Regions from separate parts of the Oryctolagus cuniculus genome. Here region 2 is linked to region 1. The links are chromatin contacts, called in public Micro-C maps. All regions are on one chromosome and are shown on one strand. Each heading gives the region's core, a stretch centred on a gene start, on an enhancer-like site or on the middle of the called end of the contact. The rest is flanking DNA. Distances are from core to core; before and after follow the strand shown.

Evidence for each region. A called contact is a pair of places that touch in the nucleus more often than the background predicts.
Region 2: a Micro-C map of ear pinna shows a contact between it and region 1, with 9 times the contacts expected there. The contact joins the promoter of CBL here to the enhancer-like site in region 1. A contact is called at or near these places in 2 of 6 Hi-C or Micro-C datasets (ear pinna and an unstated tissue).

What each region holds. Positions count from the first base shown.
Region 1 is chr1:111,032,726-111,040,694 of mOryCun1.1, forward strand. CBL (Cbl proto-oncogene) reads right to left here. Exons shown (of 16, transcript XM_051837710.2): 9 at 7,585-7,788; 10 at 2,032-2,163; 11 at 1,567-1,944. It also overlaps the pseudogene LOC138847650. Among named protein-coding and RNA genes, the nearest start is that of MCAM, 28 kb to the left of the region's middle. Within about 2 kb of position 3,411, at least 2 of the 8 cell types and tissues checked have an H3K27ac peak or open chromatin away from gene starts, as enhancers often do.
Region 2 is chr1:111,105,263-111,113,231 of mOryCun1.1, forward strand. It overlaps CBL (Cbl proto-oncogene), which reads right to left and starts at 3,198. Exons shown (of 16, transcript XM_051837710.2): 1 at 2,737-3,198. The coding sequence starts at 2,931.

The sequences.
Region 1 (7,969 bases), core at 2,161-4,660:
TATAAGGGTTAGGGAGACAGATCTAGAGTGAGTCAGGGGAACAGGTGTTTTTTTGTTTAGCTATCGATACAAACACCATTTCTAGTTTAAATAATCTACAACCAAACTCAAAATGGTCATTCTCCGTCGCTGCTACCACAGTCACAGCAGACTGCTACCACATGGATGCCAGCTACCCGCTCCCTTCCCGTCCCAGCAACCAAGTGCACACCATTCTCTCGTGCCACGGCTCTGCACGGCACGCTCCCACCCCGGCGTGGTCGGGTCACAGACTCCCACTTGCCGATTCCTCCATCAGCGGCGCTTCGCACATTCAGCCCGTCCCCAGGTAGCTGGGTTGAAAACCTCAGCAAGTATGGGTGCAACTTCCCGCCTTGGCCTCCACCCACTGCCTACTCCCCTCCCCAGTCTTCCTGCATCCGACTCATGCTCTCCAGGGCACTGCTCCGTCTGCCCGCTTCTACTTACCGACGGCAATGTACCCTCTGCTCCTTTAGTGCAGCTACACTAAACCCCTGGATGTTCCTTAAATGCACTCTGCCATCTGCTTCCCCTTCATTCTGGAACAATCTTTCCCAGGATCAGCACAGCCCACCCTCCCTCTGGCTCAGAAACGTAGGGGGGTCCTCCATGTGCCTTCCACCCCAGCTCCAGCTCTCCCTATACCTGAGCTGTTTTTCTCCTAACAGTCTTCTCTGTGAACAGACTACAGATCTTACTCACTCTACACTGTTTTCCTCCCACTAGAAAACAAATGTGAAGGCAAGATTTTTTGGTGAGTGCATACGTGAACCAACAGAAGACCAAACATTCCTCTCCCATCTCCCTAGTTCTAGAACCCCTATGTGCTTAGAGGAAAGACCACTGCCCTTCTCAGTCTCCTCTCTTCTTAACCATCCTGCACACACTACTACATTATCTCCCCCATTCATCATTTTGCTCATGTCACTTCACTAATTTAAAATCTGCCCACCCAACTAAATTCAAATGCTTTTGGGAAGGAGTATCCAAGGTCTTCCAATCTAGTATTACCACTGCCTCTGGTCCTGTCTAACCACAACATTTCTGCTCCACTCAAGTCGACCTACTCATCATGCCACAATACCCCTTACACCTCTCTGTTGGGGCTCCGATCCATTTTCCAAAGAAGACTTGAGTTTCGGACGCCACTCTCCATCAGGCCCTCACGGTGGCTCTGGCTGGAGGTCATGTCTCCTTTTCTAAACTGCGTGTTTTCTAGTGCCACAGCAACCACAGGAAGACACCCACAAGCTGGCCCCCACTCGCTCTACTCACACTCACGCTTTTGGAGGACGGGGATTATGCTCTAGGAGGAGTCTTCGGAAGGCTTAGGGAAAACGTGCGTTAGAAAAAACTACATGTGAATGCCTCAATTTTTTCTGCACCAAAAAAAGATTTTTTAGTTTCATTTTGCACAAACTTCCTGAAGTGCCCTCATGTTATCTCTGGATTCTATGCAAAACCTATCATATAAAACTCTGATCCCTAAGATATCACCCATAAATATTCAGTAACAGGCTAAATAATTTCAAACTTAAGACTCACCATGGAAATATCCAGACTGAATGTACTTCCAAGCCTGGGAACCTCTGCCCTGGGCTCCGTTTGTGAGGGCAAGGAAAATGGGAGTGAGTGCCGGTTGGTTAATTCTCTTCCTGTCCAGGGGTCACTGGGGCTTGGGGCAGCTACCGGTACTTTGGGGATTGGCCGGGGCAGCCATGAGTCCCCAAGGCGGCTAGAGGGGACAGGGGGCAGCTTGTCCCTGGACGGACAATCGCCTGGTGTACAGGGCAGGGGGCGTCTCTGAGGTCGGGTTTCTGCTCCAACAGAATAGGGCCGGTCTGGAGGCGGTGGTGGCGGAAGATCTCGCAGTGTGGGAGGTATTGGCAGCGGTTTGTCCTTGTGCAACGAGCCAGAGGCAGCCTGTGGAAGCACAACGGGAGGAAATCAATGAAGCCCACTAATGCACGGCGAGGACTCGGCAGACTGCAGAGATGGGTAATGCTTTACCTTCGAAGCAGTGCCAAGGCCAGAAGCACTTGGAGGAATAGACACTCGAGGATGCAAAAGGTCAAGTCGTGGTGGCACTGGGGGAAGGGAAGCTTGTGGGGCCATGGAGAACGGAGACGGAGGTCGCTCCACCTACAACAAATAAACTGTATAACCAGGTTGCTCTGGCTGGGGGAACTGGCATCAGTCAACTCCTGCCAAGGCTGCAGATGTGAACACGGACTGTGACTACCAATAGGCCAGACAGGCCTGGGTCACACAAACCCCTCGTTTTTTAAAAACTCAGAAACGTACAGATTCTAGCCCTTACTGCACTATTTTCTGTCACCATAAGAGGGCACTCTCAATCACAGAAATACCATGTAGGTGGCAAACTACAGGCAAATCCATCTGGAAACGGCAGTGCTGACAAAGTTCCCTCACTTACAGTTTTCAGCAGTATCACAGTTTTCTACTACTTTCTTTGGATGAAGAAAAAAAAATCTTTGCAGGATCAGAAACAGAACCTATATAAAAAGAATGGGACGGGCACCAGTCCCTGAACAAACCACGTGGGGAAATGTTCAGGGGGAAGAATAAGCAAGCAGAGACAGTAACTTTTCTGTGGCTTATTCTGATGAAAAGAAAAAGACAGAGATTTCTAAGAGAAAACGATCCACAATATCACCAACATCCATCCTGAGTACTCCCCAGACATAAATTATTTCAACTTGGTAACTAGAATGGGTTACTATTTTCTGTCAATTTATGTTCTAAAAAGTGAGGTGCCAACCTAGGAAAACAATGCACGTGCAGCTTTTTGCAGTGCCTGCCTGGACCAGGGCAAGGAACAGTGGTAAGCTGGCGGAAGGAAGGAAGCTGTCCAGAGGAGGGCTGGGACTTCTCTGGAATGCTATGTTGCACGTGCAGTTCCCTAACAGGAAGCCGCGCTGACGGGCAGCAGCAAACACGCATTATAGACACTACTGCAAGGCGACAGGAAAACCACGACCCCCTCCTGCGTCCTGTCAGTGCTGGCTGGCCAGCGGGAGAAAAGAAGGCCTTCATCACCAGCTACTAGCTTCCACTCGTGTGTAAGAAACACGGCGTCACGGCAGAGCACAAAGCAGTAAGAGTCAACACCAAGCAGCACACGCCAAGGACTAAGAGTCAGACGAGCAGTGAAGCTAACTCCCACTCAGCACAAACACCTCATCACTGACCCTCTCAACCGTCTCTTCTCACAAAATTCTCTTACCACAATCAGCTCTGCCATTCCTCAACAGTCGCTAACTCAAAACCCATCAGCCATTCCCAGGTTCTTATCCCATCAGACCTCTCTCTCGGGGCTGGCTTTTCCAGATCTCTCAGTCTGGCCTCCACCACCAATAGGATGTCCACAGTCCCCAACAGGTGCCACTGCTGCTCTGACCTCCCTGCGTTTGTTCAAGAAGGTTCTCTGCTCACCATCTGTCTCTGTCTCTCTCTTATGTGCAGAGGGTTAGCTAATCATATTGCTACTTCAAACTAAACATGGAGGTTACTCACCCCAAAATATGTAACTTGTACCCAGACCAAAACTGAAAAAGGCTCACTGTACTGCCTGACTATAAAAATATGAAAGCGCCAGCACTGTGGTGTAGTGGGTAAAGCCGCCACCTGCAACACCAGCATCCCAAATGGGCGCCAGTTCAAGTACCAGCTGCTCCACTTCCGATCCAGATTCCTGCTGTGGCCTGGAAAAGCAGCAGAAGATGGCCCAAGTGCTTGGACCCCTGCACCCAAGTAGGAGACCCAGAAGAAGCTCCAGGTTCCTGGCTTTGGTCCAGCCCAGATCCAGCTGTTGCAGCCATCTGGGGAGTGAACCGGCAGATGGAAGATTCTCATTTTCTCTCTCTCTCTGTCTCTTCCTTTCTCTGTGTAACTCCAACTTTCAGATAAATAAGTCTTTTAAAATATCATAAAAAAGGTCTTTAAATTTCAAATAAACACAAGTATAAATCATCATGACTTCTTTATCTTACTGCTTAGCTTCCCTAATATTCCAAGAGTTACCAGTAAACTTTTAACAACTGAAGACAGCATCTACCTAAGAACATAAAACTGCTTTAGTGGTCAAATGAACCTTTTAAATACTGACAAAGAACCTGCTATGAGGGGCCAAGACAAACAACTGTCAACTCCAAATACAAAGAACATATCGTGGCCAGTGCCGCGGCTCACTTGGCTAATCCTCCGCCTGCGGCGCCGGCACCCCAGGTTCTAGTCCCGGTTGCCCCTCTTCCAGGCCAGCTCTCTGCTGTGGCCCGGGAGTGCAGTGGAGGATGGCCCAAGTGCTTGGGCCCTGCACCCCATGGGAGACCAGGAGAAGCACCTGGCTCCTGGCTTCGAATTGGTGCAGCACACTGGCCGTGGCGACCATTTGGGGGGTGAACCAATGGAAAGGAAGACCTTTCACTCTGTCTCTCTCTCACTAATTCTGCCTGTCAATAAATAAATAAATACATAGTTTAAAAAAAAAAAACGTACTGTTCAAACAGGCCACATTTCCTCAACTACTCATTACTGATAAATCTAGGAACTTACAATGAGAATACTTTTTTTTAAAGATTTATTTTATTTATTTGAAAGAGTTACAGAGAGAGAGAGAGAGAGAGACAGAGAGAGAAGTCTTCCTTCTGTTGGTTCACTCCCCAGATGGCCACAACGGCTGGAGCTGCGCCGATCCAAAGCCAGGGCCAGGAGCCTCTTCTGGGTCTCCCATGTGAGTTCAGGGGCCCAAGAACTTGGGCCATCTTCCACTGCTATCCCAGGCCACAGTAGAGAGCTGGATCAGAAGTGGAGCAGCCGGGACTAGAACAGTGGCCCATATGGGATGCCAGTGCTTCAGGCCAGGGCGTTAACCCACTTTACCACAGCGCCAGCCCCACGATGAGAATACTTTTAATAAAATGTTCCAAGGTGCTAAGTTCTATGACAGATTCACAAGGCCCCAGAAACATCGGGCTGGGCCTAGCTTCTGCGTAGATGTGTGTGTAAAATGGGGATAGGGCTGCAGGGTACAGCCGGGCAAGGTTTCCTAGGAAACGAAGCTAAATTACACAGAAACCACCAAGAGAAAAAGGGGAGAGATTTTAAGTGGATTAGCCTGGCCAGACCACAAAACACAAAGTGGAAGAGTTTCAGGCAAAGTGCCTGGACCTGGAAAAGAGGGTGGATTGGACTGAAAAGCCGTCAATGTGTGTGAGGCAAAGGAGCGAGAGGTTCAGATCCATGGAGCAGCCCACGACTCGAGAAGCAGGAGCACCTGAGACAAGGCAACACGAACTGGATCCAGCCACTGAAGAGATAAAGCATTCTCTCAGGTGGGTCTCTCAGCACAGCAGTTCACACTTGGCACACCCGCATCTCATTATCAGAACGCTTAGGATCAAGTCCCGCCTCTGCTTCTGATCCAGCTCCCTTCTGATGCACTGGGGAGGCAGCATGATGGCCCAAGTACTTGGGTCCCTGCAACCCATGTGGGAAACCCAGACGGAGTTCCTGGCTCCTAGCTTCAGCCTGACCCAGCTACAGCTGTTGGGGGCTTTTGGGAAGTGAACCAGCAGATCAGAGATTCTCTAGTCATTCTCTTTCAAATAAATAAATAAAACTATAAACAATTTTTAACATGCTTACTGATCACCTATTATATGCTACCCAGTTAGATGCTGATATAAAGCAAAGTTTCTTTTGTATCAAGGAAATGCAGGCCAAGAATTGATAACATCCTAAACTAGAGAATCTGGTTTGCCCCACATTTAGCACAATCTTCAAGGACTGCCCGACTTCAAAGACTCATGGATCAATTCCCAGTTATCCCACCACGCGATATAACCTAACTTCCTCACATCCCGTCCCTGCCTTCCCTGGGGCCTTTCCTGGTCACGAAGCCTCTGCGTGGTACAGTACTTCCCACCAGTCTCCAAGCACTCAGATGCCATTTGTTTGATTGGTAGTGCCTTCTTTTTTTTTTTTTTAACTAATTTTCTAATGCTGAGACTCCATTAGAAAAAAAGAACAACATATCCTAATCACAGAGGTAAAATAAGGGCTAATTCTTTAACTGCGCCATTTTCTGCATGAAGCTCTATGAGCAGAAGCCCCATTCTGAGGTACACAGTAAGAATGTGGGCCTCACAGCTGGAATGCCTGGCCATAGACCCAGATTCAACTCACTCACTGTGTGATCTTCAGCACATTCCTTAACCTCTCTGTGCCTTGGTTTCTTCATCTGTTTTTTGTTTTTTGTTTTTTTGTTTTTGTTTTTTTTTTTTTTAAGATTTTTATTGTTTATTTATTTGAAAGTCAGAGTTAGAGAGAAAGGTAGAGCCAGAGGGGGGGAGGGTCTTCCACCCGCTGGTTCACTCCTCAGATGAATTCAATGGCCAGAGCTGAGCTGATCCGAAGCCAGGAGCTTCTTCTGGGTCTCCCACACAGGTACAAGGGCCCAAGCACTTGGGCCATCTTCTACTGCTTTCCCAGGCCATAGCAGAGAGCTGGATCGGAAGCAGAGCAGCTGGGACTCAAACCAGCAGGTCATGGCTTTAACCCACTACGCCACAGCACCGGCCCCTTCTTCATCTGTTAATATGAAGATAATAATGGTATCGACTCAAAGCCTTATTGTAAGGACTATGAATTAAAGTAAGTGCATTGTGGCGCTGATGCTGTGTCACACAAGCATTGCTTGTGATGCTGGCATCCCCTATCAGAACACCACACTTCAAGTCCTGGCTGCTCTGTTTCTGATCCAGCTCCCTGCTAATGTGTCTGAGGAAGCAGTGAAAGACAACTCAAATCCCCGGGTCCCTGCCACCTATGTGGGAGACCTGGATGGAGTTCTGGGCTCTTGGCCTTGACCTGGCCCAGCTCTGGCTGTTGAAAGATTTGGGGAGTGAGGCACTGCTCCAGGGCCGCCGTCCGAGAGCCACCATGCCGATGTTCGATGTTCCTCGTGAACACCAACGTGCCCCGCGCCTCCGTGCCAGACGGGCTCCTCTCGGAGCTCACCCAGCAGCTGGCGCAGGCCACGGGCAAGCCGGCCCAGTACATCGCGGTGCACGTGGTCCCGGACCAGATCATGGCGTTCGGCGGCTCGAGCGATCGGCAAGATCGGCGGCGCGCAGAACCGCACCTACAGCAAGCTGCTGTGCGGCCTGCTGTCCGAGCGCCTGCGCGTCAGCCCCGACAGGATCTACATCAACTACTTCGCCTGAGCCCTGCTCGGGCCCCCGCCCGGCCCCGCCGCCCCTGCCCGCGCCCCGCTCTGCCCCTCTGCGCCCCCGCCCTCCTGCGCGGTTGAGACGCCAAAAAAAAAAAAAAAAAAAAAAAATTGGGGGAGTGAACCAGCAAATGGAAGCACTCTTTCTCTCTTTCCCTCTCCCTCACCATCACTCTGCCTTTCAAATTAAAAAAAAATGATTTTTGAAAAGCCAGCTATTATTGCCCTTTTACTTGGATATCATCAAGAGTCTATGGCTTTAGAACACAACTCAGACAGGATTTTGCCAGTCTCTTAAATTGCAGTCTTACCTTGGCACCAGCCAATTCCTTCATCATGAAGAGGGAATCATCAGCTCGTTCATCGTCATCGTCGTCATAGTTCGGGGAGGGAGCTCCTTCTGCTCCTTGCCTCAACAGGCTGCCACTTCCTCTAGGGTCAAACGGATCCACCACAATGGGCTCAGTACCTTTAATCTCACATCTGCAGAAAGGGCAGCCCTGACCTTCGGATTCCTGCAAAGGAAGCAGACCCTGGTAACAAATCCACCCGGAAGCACTTAGGATACCTGTCCATTCGGAAATACGTTTTCAGAAGTAAAATAGAAATTAAACATTTAAACTTACCTACAGACCAGGCTCTTTGCATCTGAAAAGGGTATGTAACATGCAATTCTTGGGAGAGATTACATGACTG
Region 2 (7,969 bases), core at 1,948-4,447, 72 kb after region 1:
TCTTTCTGTAACTCTACCTTTCAAATACATAAATCTTTTTTTTTATTTTTTATTTTATTTATTTATTTTTTAACAGGCAGAGTTAGACAAAGAAAGAGAGATAGAGAGAAAGGTCTTCCTTCTGGCCAGCGCCACAGCTCAATAGGCTAATCCTCCGCCTACGGCGCCGGCATCCCAGGTTCTAGTCCCCATCAGGGCGCCAGATTCTGTCCCAGTTGCTCCTCTTCCAGTCCAGCTCTCTGCTGTGGCCCAGGAGTGCAGCAGAGGATGGCCCAAGTGCTTGGGCCCTGCACCTGCAAGGGAGACCAGGAGAGGTGCCTGGCTCCTGGCTTCGGATCAGCGCGCTGCGCCGGCCACAGCAGCCATTGGGGGGTGAACCAACGGAAAAGGAAGACCTTTCTCTCTGTCTCTCTCTCTCTCACTGTCCACTCTGCCTCTCAAAAAAAAAAAAAAGAAAGAAAGAAAGAAAAAAGAAAGGTCTTCCTTCCATTGGTTCATCCCCCAAATGGCCGCTACGGCCGGCGCGCCCCACTGATCCTAAGCCAGGAGCCAGGTGCTTCTCCCATGCAGGTGCAGGGGCCCAAGCACTTGGGCCATCCTCCACTGCACTCCCGGGCCACAGCAGAGAGCTGGACTGGAAGAGGGGCAACAAAGAGGAGCAACCGGGACAGAATCCGGCGCCCTGTCTGGGACTAGAACCCGGGGTGCCAGTGCCGCAGGCGGAGGATTAGCCTAGTGAGCCGCGGTGCTGGTCCAAATACATAAATCTTAAAAAGAAAACAAAACGTATCTCTCCCTACACTAAAAAGAAAAAGTTAGAACCCCTTCTAAAACTATCAAAACCTCTCTTTTTTTTTTTTTTTTTTTTGACAGGCAGAGTGGACAGTGAGAGAGAGACAGAGAGAAAGGTCTTCCTTTTGCCGTTGGTTCACCCTCCAATGGCCGCTGCGGCTGGCGCACTGCACCGATCTGAAGCCCGGAGCCAGGTGCTTCTCCTGGTCTCCCACGGGGTGCAGGGCCCAAGTACTTGGGCCATCCTCCACTGCACTCCTGGGCCACAGCAGAGAGCCGGCCTGGAAGAGGGGCAACCGGGACAGAATCCGGTGCCCCGACCGGGACTAGAACCCGGTGTGCCGGCGCTGCAAGGCGGAGGATTAGCCTATTGAGCTGCGGTGCCGGCCAAAACTATCAAAACCTAAAAAGTAGTTTTGCCTCAAAACTTTGAGTCTTTATCCTTTCCAAATAATTAAACATTCTGCGGGAATCAAAATGCATCACCTTTAAAGAGATGAGAGAGTAACTTAGGGGAGAATTTTATTTGAACTATCTTCTCTGTAATACATCCTTTATTTACAGAAACACACAAGTTTAATTTAAAAAAATGTATTACTTTTAAGGAGAAGGCACGAATCAATAAAATTCTGATCTACCGCACCACCATCTTCTGTGAGAAACTACTTAAAAATGCTCATTTTTTCTACACCACAAGAATCTTTTGAGTGCTTAATGGTCAATCTGTAAAACGCAAACCTTCAAACTGCAGATTCTGAATAGATTCGACACACTTTTTAAAAGATGTCAGCACACCCAACCTTCTGTCATGGTTTTATGACAAGTTCTAATAATGAAATCACTATTACACCACTGATAGTCAACATAGAAACACTTGTTACATTACACAGAATCCTCTGGCCTGGGAGATACCAGCCCTGAAGAAGTGGCTCTGAAACCACTGGTATGCACTACGGGACTCAGTAAGCATTTATATAGCACATTTACATCTGCCAAGGGCTTCATAACCTTTTTATTAGCTGTTTCCAGTCCAAAACAACCTATGAAGAACTTTACAGAAGAGGAACCTAGGCCCAGAGAGGAACCAAAGAAAACGAAGCGCACCCCAGAGGAACTAACACCATGCCAGCTCCCTCCAGACGCCGGCCCTCTGCAGCACGCACCCTGCCAAAGTAAGTTACCCCGGCGCACGACCGAGAGCGAAGCCCTGCGCGGACGCCCGCACGCCTCCCAGCGCCAGCACCCACGCCGGCTTGCGTTCTCAGGCACCTCGATAAGGAAGTCAAAGTCTCACGACACACTGGCAGCGGCTAAATATCAAGGGGTTCCGTTTGCTTCTGTTTTTTCCAAAAAAAAAAAAAAAAAAAAAAAAAATGAAGCGGATAAGCAAAGCGGTTCAAACGCCAGGCGTCCAAGTCAGGTCCTGCAGGCCCGCCACCGACAGCAGCGGCCCGCGGACGGCCCCGCCGGACCCCGCGCCCGGCGGAGGGGGCTTCTCCCCTCAGTCGCGGTGAAATCCGCGAGTCCCGGAGGCTGACAGACACCTGAGCCGGGCCCACTGGAAGATCCCGTTTCTCCCACCTCGGCGCTAACATCTGAATGAGAACACACCGCACCCCGCTTCCCCAGGCCATCGCGCAGCACCGCACCCCGACTCCTCAGGCCACTCATCCCACACTTCCGCGCCCCCTCCCGCCCGTCTCCCGGGGCCCGCTCCGTGACCCACATCCCCGCACCCCCGCGGCACTTCCGCCCCGGGGGCTCGCGGCTCCACCGTCCACGCAGCCCCCGCCCCGGCTTTGTCTCCCGGCCCCCGGCCCGCGGCCCCACGGCGCCCCGGCCTCGCCCGGCCGGCCCCTCCCCCCGCTTCCTCCGTCCGCCCTCGCCGCCCGCGGCCCCTCCGCCCACGCCCACCCCGCGCCGCGGTCCGCCGCGGGCCTTCACCTTGTCCATGAGCTTCCAGCACTTCTCCACCATCTTCTTGTCCACGGCGCCCGGCGGATGGGGGCTGAGGTGGTGGTGGTGGTGGTGGTGCGGCTGGAAGGCGTCTTTCATGAGCCCGATCAGGCCGCCCGAGCCCGAGCCCCCGGAGCCGCCGCCGCCCCCGGCCCCAGAGCTCTTTTTCACGTTGCCGGCCATGGCTCGGGGACGCTCCCGGGCCCAGCCGGCTCCGCTCGGCTGCGAGCGAGGGAGAGAAGGAGGGCGTGAAGGAGGGGCCTCTCCCGGCCGCCGCCGCCGCCGCCGGCTCTCCGGGCCGAGGGAGGAGCGGCCGCCGGGAGGGGAGTGGGCGGCGCCGGGAGAGCGCGGGGCGCGCCCCTTCCGAGAGCGCGAGCCCGAGAGCGGGTGCGCGCCGGCGGCCGAGCAGCGAGCTCGCGGAAGCGGGCGGCCGCTCAGGGCCCGGCAGCGACCCCGCGCACGAGCCGCCGGCGTGCCCGCAGCGCCGGGAAAACCGCGGCCAAGTTTCCGCGGCCGGCGCCCCCCGCCCCCGCGCCACCGACTCTACCCCCGGGGGGCGGGCCGGGGCGGGGCCAGCCGAGCCTTGGCGCCTGCGCCCTCTGCTGGACAAGCGGGGAACGGCGGCCGGGAGGGAGGGAGGGAGGGACAGCGCGGAGTCTGCGCACTAGGCCAGGGGCCGAGCCCTCGGTGCCCAGGATGGGCTGGAGGTGGTGGGCGCTCCGGCCGTGGGTCCCCGGCGTGTCTGAATTAGGGCAGGTGACCACGGAAAATCTCTTCACATGAGGCCTTCTCCCTACGCCTGCACGATGAGGAAGTTGGGCCTAGAGTTATTGGCTTCTTCAGATGGTGGGAAAATGGTGGGGGTGGTTTCCCCACCCACTGGTATTTAAGAATCTTCACTAAGAAGCGACTGGGGGGCGCGCGCTGTGGCGGCTGCATCCCACATGGGCCCCAGTTCAAGTCCTGGTTGCTCCACTTCCGATCCAGCTCCCTGCTAATGCTCCTGGGAGAGCAGCGGCAGATGGCTCAGGTGCCACCCACGTGGGAGACCTGGATGAAGCTTCTGGCTCTCTCCAGCTCTACCTTTCAAATAAGTGAATAAAACTTTTAAAAAGGAAAACGACGAGGAACACGCGCGCTGCGGGCTGCTGGATGCCGTCCCTAGGCCCCAGAGAGGCTTGCGACACTCAGGCCCTCTGACCTCGTGCAAGCAGAGTTCCCTTTTTCGGTTCTCGCCCCCTCTGCTCCGCAGAGACTGGTTCCCTTTCTGGGACTCGCTCCCGGCTCGGCACCGCACCGCAGGTCCGGCGGGCCCGCCCCCAAAGCTGCGAGCCCGCGGCAGCGCGGGGGACAGAAGGCAGCTCCAGGCACTTCCACTTCTCTAAAAGTTCCGCTGGGAGAACTTCGAAAATAGGAACTTCCCTTCCAGAGGGGCCCCGCGCCCCGCCCCGACTCGCTGCGCCCGGCCTCGGCTCTGGGCGCTGGCCGGCGCACGTGTGTCTCGGGCTCGGCTCTGCCCGGCTCCGCCCTTCCGCGAAGCCCTGGACAGCCGACCCGGCCTCAAGTAGTTGTCATGGGCTCTGCAGGAGAGGACAGCGTCTTAGAACTCAAGGGCCTCGCAGCCGGACGTCCTACTCTTGCTAAGCAATCGCTTTTATCTAAGATTGACTTTGGAGTCAGCGTCACTTCCTATTAATCAGTAGAATGCCCTTTGATCAGTTCGCACCTGGAAACAGAAGCATCCACCGAGGGATTCCCCGTTATCTCCAGAATAAAACTCCCGTGGGGGTCTAACTGCAGAGTGAGCCCCTTCTACTTCTATACGATTCCCTGATCCGTATGTCCCTCAATGGGGCACTCACTGCACCACAATTCTTTCTCCCCACCACTACGCAGAGCAGCCTGCCCGAAGTGTGCACCTAAAATCCAAGCCACTCTTCAAGCTCCACTTGGAATACTGTCCTGGCCACACATTCCAGCTGCAAGCAACCCTGCCCTCTCTGATTTGCATACCCACTCATGTCTTACACCCATTGCGCCTTAACATGTGCAGTGCCGGCTGGCCTTTGGATCTTCTGCAGTACCTAGCGCAGTGCGCATGCAGGAGGCTGTTTTTCAGAGTCGGACGATGTTCAGCTAAGACAGGGACCTGTGGAGCGGGTGTGTGCTTGTCCAGGTGTGCACTACACATTTGGCATATAGTGAGCTCCAGTGAGCTCTGCATGGCCTGGAGATGGATCACGTTCATTTTGCTTCCAATGCAGCACATCATGTTTCTTCTAACCTATGTATGGCTGGTCTGTCTTACTTGAATCAAAGAGAAAGAGTGGGCTTTGGCTCCACTGTACCTCTTCAGAATGCCCCATGGGTAGGCTCCGTTCAGGACAGAGTCCTACAACAGTGAGCTTTCCAAAGATGGGGTTCATGCGAAAACAGCAACCTTCTTCTCCCAACTTTTATTTGGCTTTTTTTCAAAAATGTCCCAGAGGGGCCCGGCGTTGTGGCGTAGCAGGTTAAGCCACCACCCGCAGTGCCCAGTTCTAGTCCTGGCTGCTCCACTTCTGATCCAGCTCCCTGCAAATGTGTCTGGGTTGTGGTAGAGGCTTGGGCCCCTGCCACCCACGTGGGAGATCCAGAAGCTCCTGGCTCCTGGCTTCCGAACAGCCCAGCCCCGGCTGTTGTGGCCATTTGGGGAATGAGCCCAATGGGTGGGAGACCTTTCTCTCTGTCTCTCCTTCTCTCTTTCTATAACTCTGCCTTGCAAATAAAAAACAAAAAATGTCCTAGAGCTGGTGTTGAATTGTTGATCACGACGTTATTCCCACTCTGGGTTTTGTTAGAGCTGGTTCATCTGGTGCCACTTCACCCCAAACCACATCCTCCTTCTGCACCTGAACGTCAGTTAACTGAACGAACTTGGAAAGGAAATGCCCCTCTGACACGACACGGTGCTTGTATCCCATAATCCTTAGCCTCGGGATAATTTCCTTCACCAGCTAAAGGAGACACACACCGTTCCATGGGAAAAGTCCCCACAGGAGGGGCACAGGAACCCACACTGAATTTCAAGGCAGAGGGAGGTGGTTCTGGAGGGAGGATAAATGGAAAACACGTTTCAAGATTAGAAGAAGCCGGCAGCACTGTGGCACAGTGAGCTAAGTTGCCAGCATGCCACTCCTGAGTGCTAAGAGTCCAGGCTGCTCAGCTTCTATCCAGCTTCCTGCTAACGCGCCTCAGAAATCAGTGGAAGGAGGGCCAAGTGCTGGGGTCCATGCACTCACATGGCAGACCTGGATACAGTTCCTGGCTCCCGGCTGTAGCCCGGCCCAGCTCCAACCACTGCGGCCATTTGGGAAGTGAACCAAGGGATAAATATTTTTCTTTCTCCTTCCGACACACTGCCTTTTAAAAAATGATTTATTTATTTACTTTCAAAATCAGAGTTACAGAGAGATCTTCCATCTACTATTTTACTCTCTAGACAACTGAAGCCAGGAGCTTCTTCTGGGTCTCCCACCTGGGTGGCAGGGGTCCAAACACCTGGGCTATCTTCAGCTGCTTTTCCCAGGCCATTAGCAGGCAGCTGGATTGGAAGTGGAGAAGCCAGGACATAAACCGGTGCCCCCATAGGATATTGGCACCGCAGGGGGAGGCTTTACCCACTATGCCATAACACCAGCCCCCCACCCACCCACCCAGTGCCTTTCAAATAAATAAAAATAAAACTTTAAAAAAGTTTTGGGCCGGTGCCATGGCTCACTTGGCTAATCCTCTGCCTGTGGCGCCAGCATCCCATATGGGTGCAGGTTCTAGTCCCGGTTGCTCCTCTTTCAATCCAGCTCTCTGCTGTGGCCCGGGAGGGCAGTGGAGGATGGCCCAAGTGCTTGGGCTCCTGCACCCGCATGGGAGACCAGGAGAAGCACCTGGCTCCTGGCTTTGGATCAGTGATGCGCCGGCCATGGTGGCCATTTGAGGGGTGAACCAACAGAGGGAAGACCTTTCTCTCTCTCTCTCTCTCTGTCTATAACTCTACCTGTCAAAAAAAGAGTTTTTAGATTTATTTATTTATTTATTTGAAAGATAGAGTGCTGCTGTGGCCTGGGAAAGTCCTTGGGTCCCTGCACATGTGTGGGAGACCCAGAAGAAGCTCCTGGCTCCTGGCTTCAGATGGGCACAGCTCTGGCCATTGCAGCCATCTGGGGAATGAACCAGTGGATGGAAGATGGCTCTCTCTCTCTCTTCATCTGCCTCTGTCTCTCTGTAACTCTGCCTTTGAAATAAATAAATCTTAAATAAATAAATAAACTAGAAGAAAGAATAAAACTATTAAAAAACACAATAATGATTTCAAAGGATTATATACTTTTTTAAAGATTTATTTTTATTTATTTGAAAGACAGAGTTACAGAGAGAGGTAGAGACAGAGAGAGAGTGATGGTTCACTCCCCAGATGGTCTCAATGGCCAGAGCTGCACCAATCCGAAGCCAGGTTCCAGGAGCTTATTCCGGGTCTCCCACATGGGTGCAGGAGCCCAAGGACTTGGGCCATCTTCTACTTTCCCAGGCCATAGCAGAGAGCTGGATTGGAAGCGGAGCAGCCAGGACTTGAACCAGCGTCCATATGGGATGCCGGCACTGCAGGCAGGCAGCGGCTTTACCGACTACACCACAACACTGGCCCCCTGACAGTCCCTATTCCTCAGACTCATTTTTCCCAACCACTGTGACTCTAGCGAGATGCTAGGAAGTACCTCAAAAAGGGACTCAGTCCCACACTGCCCAGAGATAATCCAAAATAAAAAACCTTGTGCAGATACTGTGGCGTAGAAGGTTAAGCCACTGCCTGCATGGCGGGCATCCCATATCAGAGTGCTGGTTTGAGTCCCAGCTGCTCCACTTCTAATCCAGATTCCTGCTACTGCGCCTGGGAAGCAGCAGCTGATGGCCCAAGCATTTGGGCCCCTGTCACCCATGTGGGAGACCTGGATGGAGTCTTGGGCTCCTGGCTTCGGCCTGGCTCAGACATGGCTGTGGTTGGCATTTAGGGAGAAAACCAGATGGACGATCTCTGTCTCTCTCTGTATCTGTCGTTCTGCCTTTCAAATAAATGAAATAAATCTATATAAAAAAAAAATTTAGCAGACTTGGGAATACAAGCGAGTCCACTAGAGGGAGCCCCAACCAACTCTATGGTACAGGGAGCCCCTCAAGGTAGTTTCTG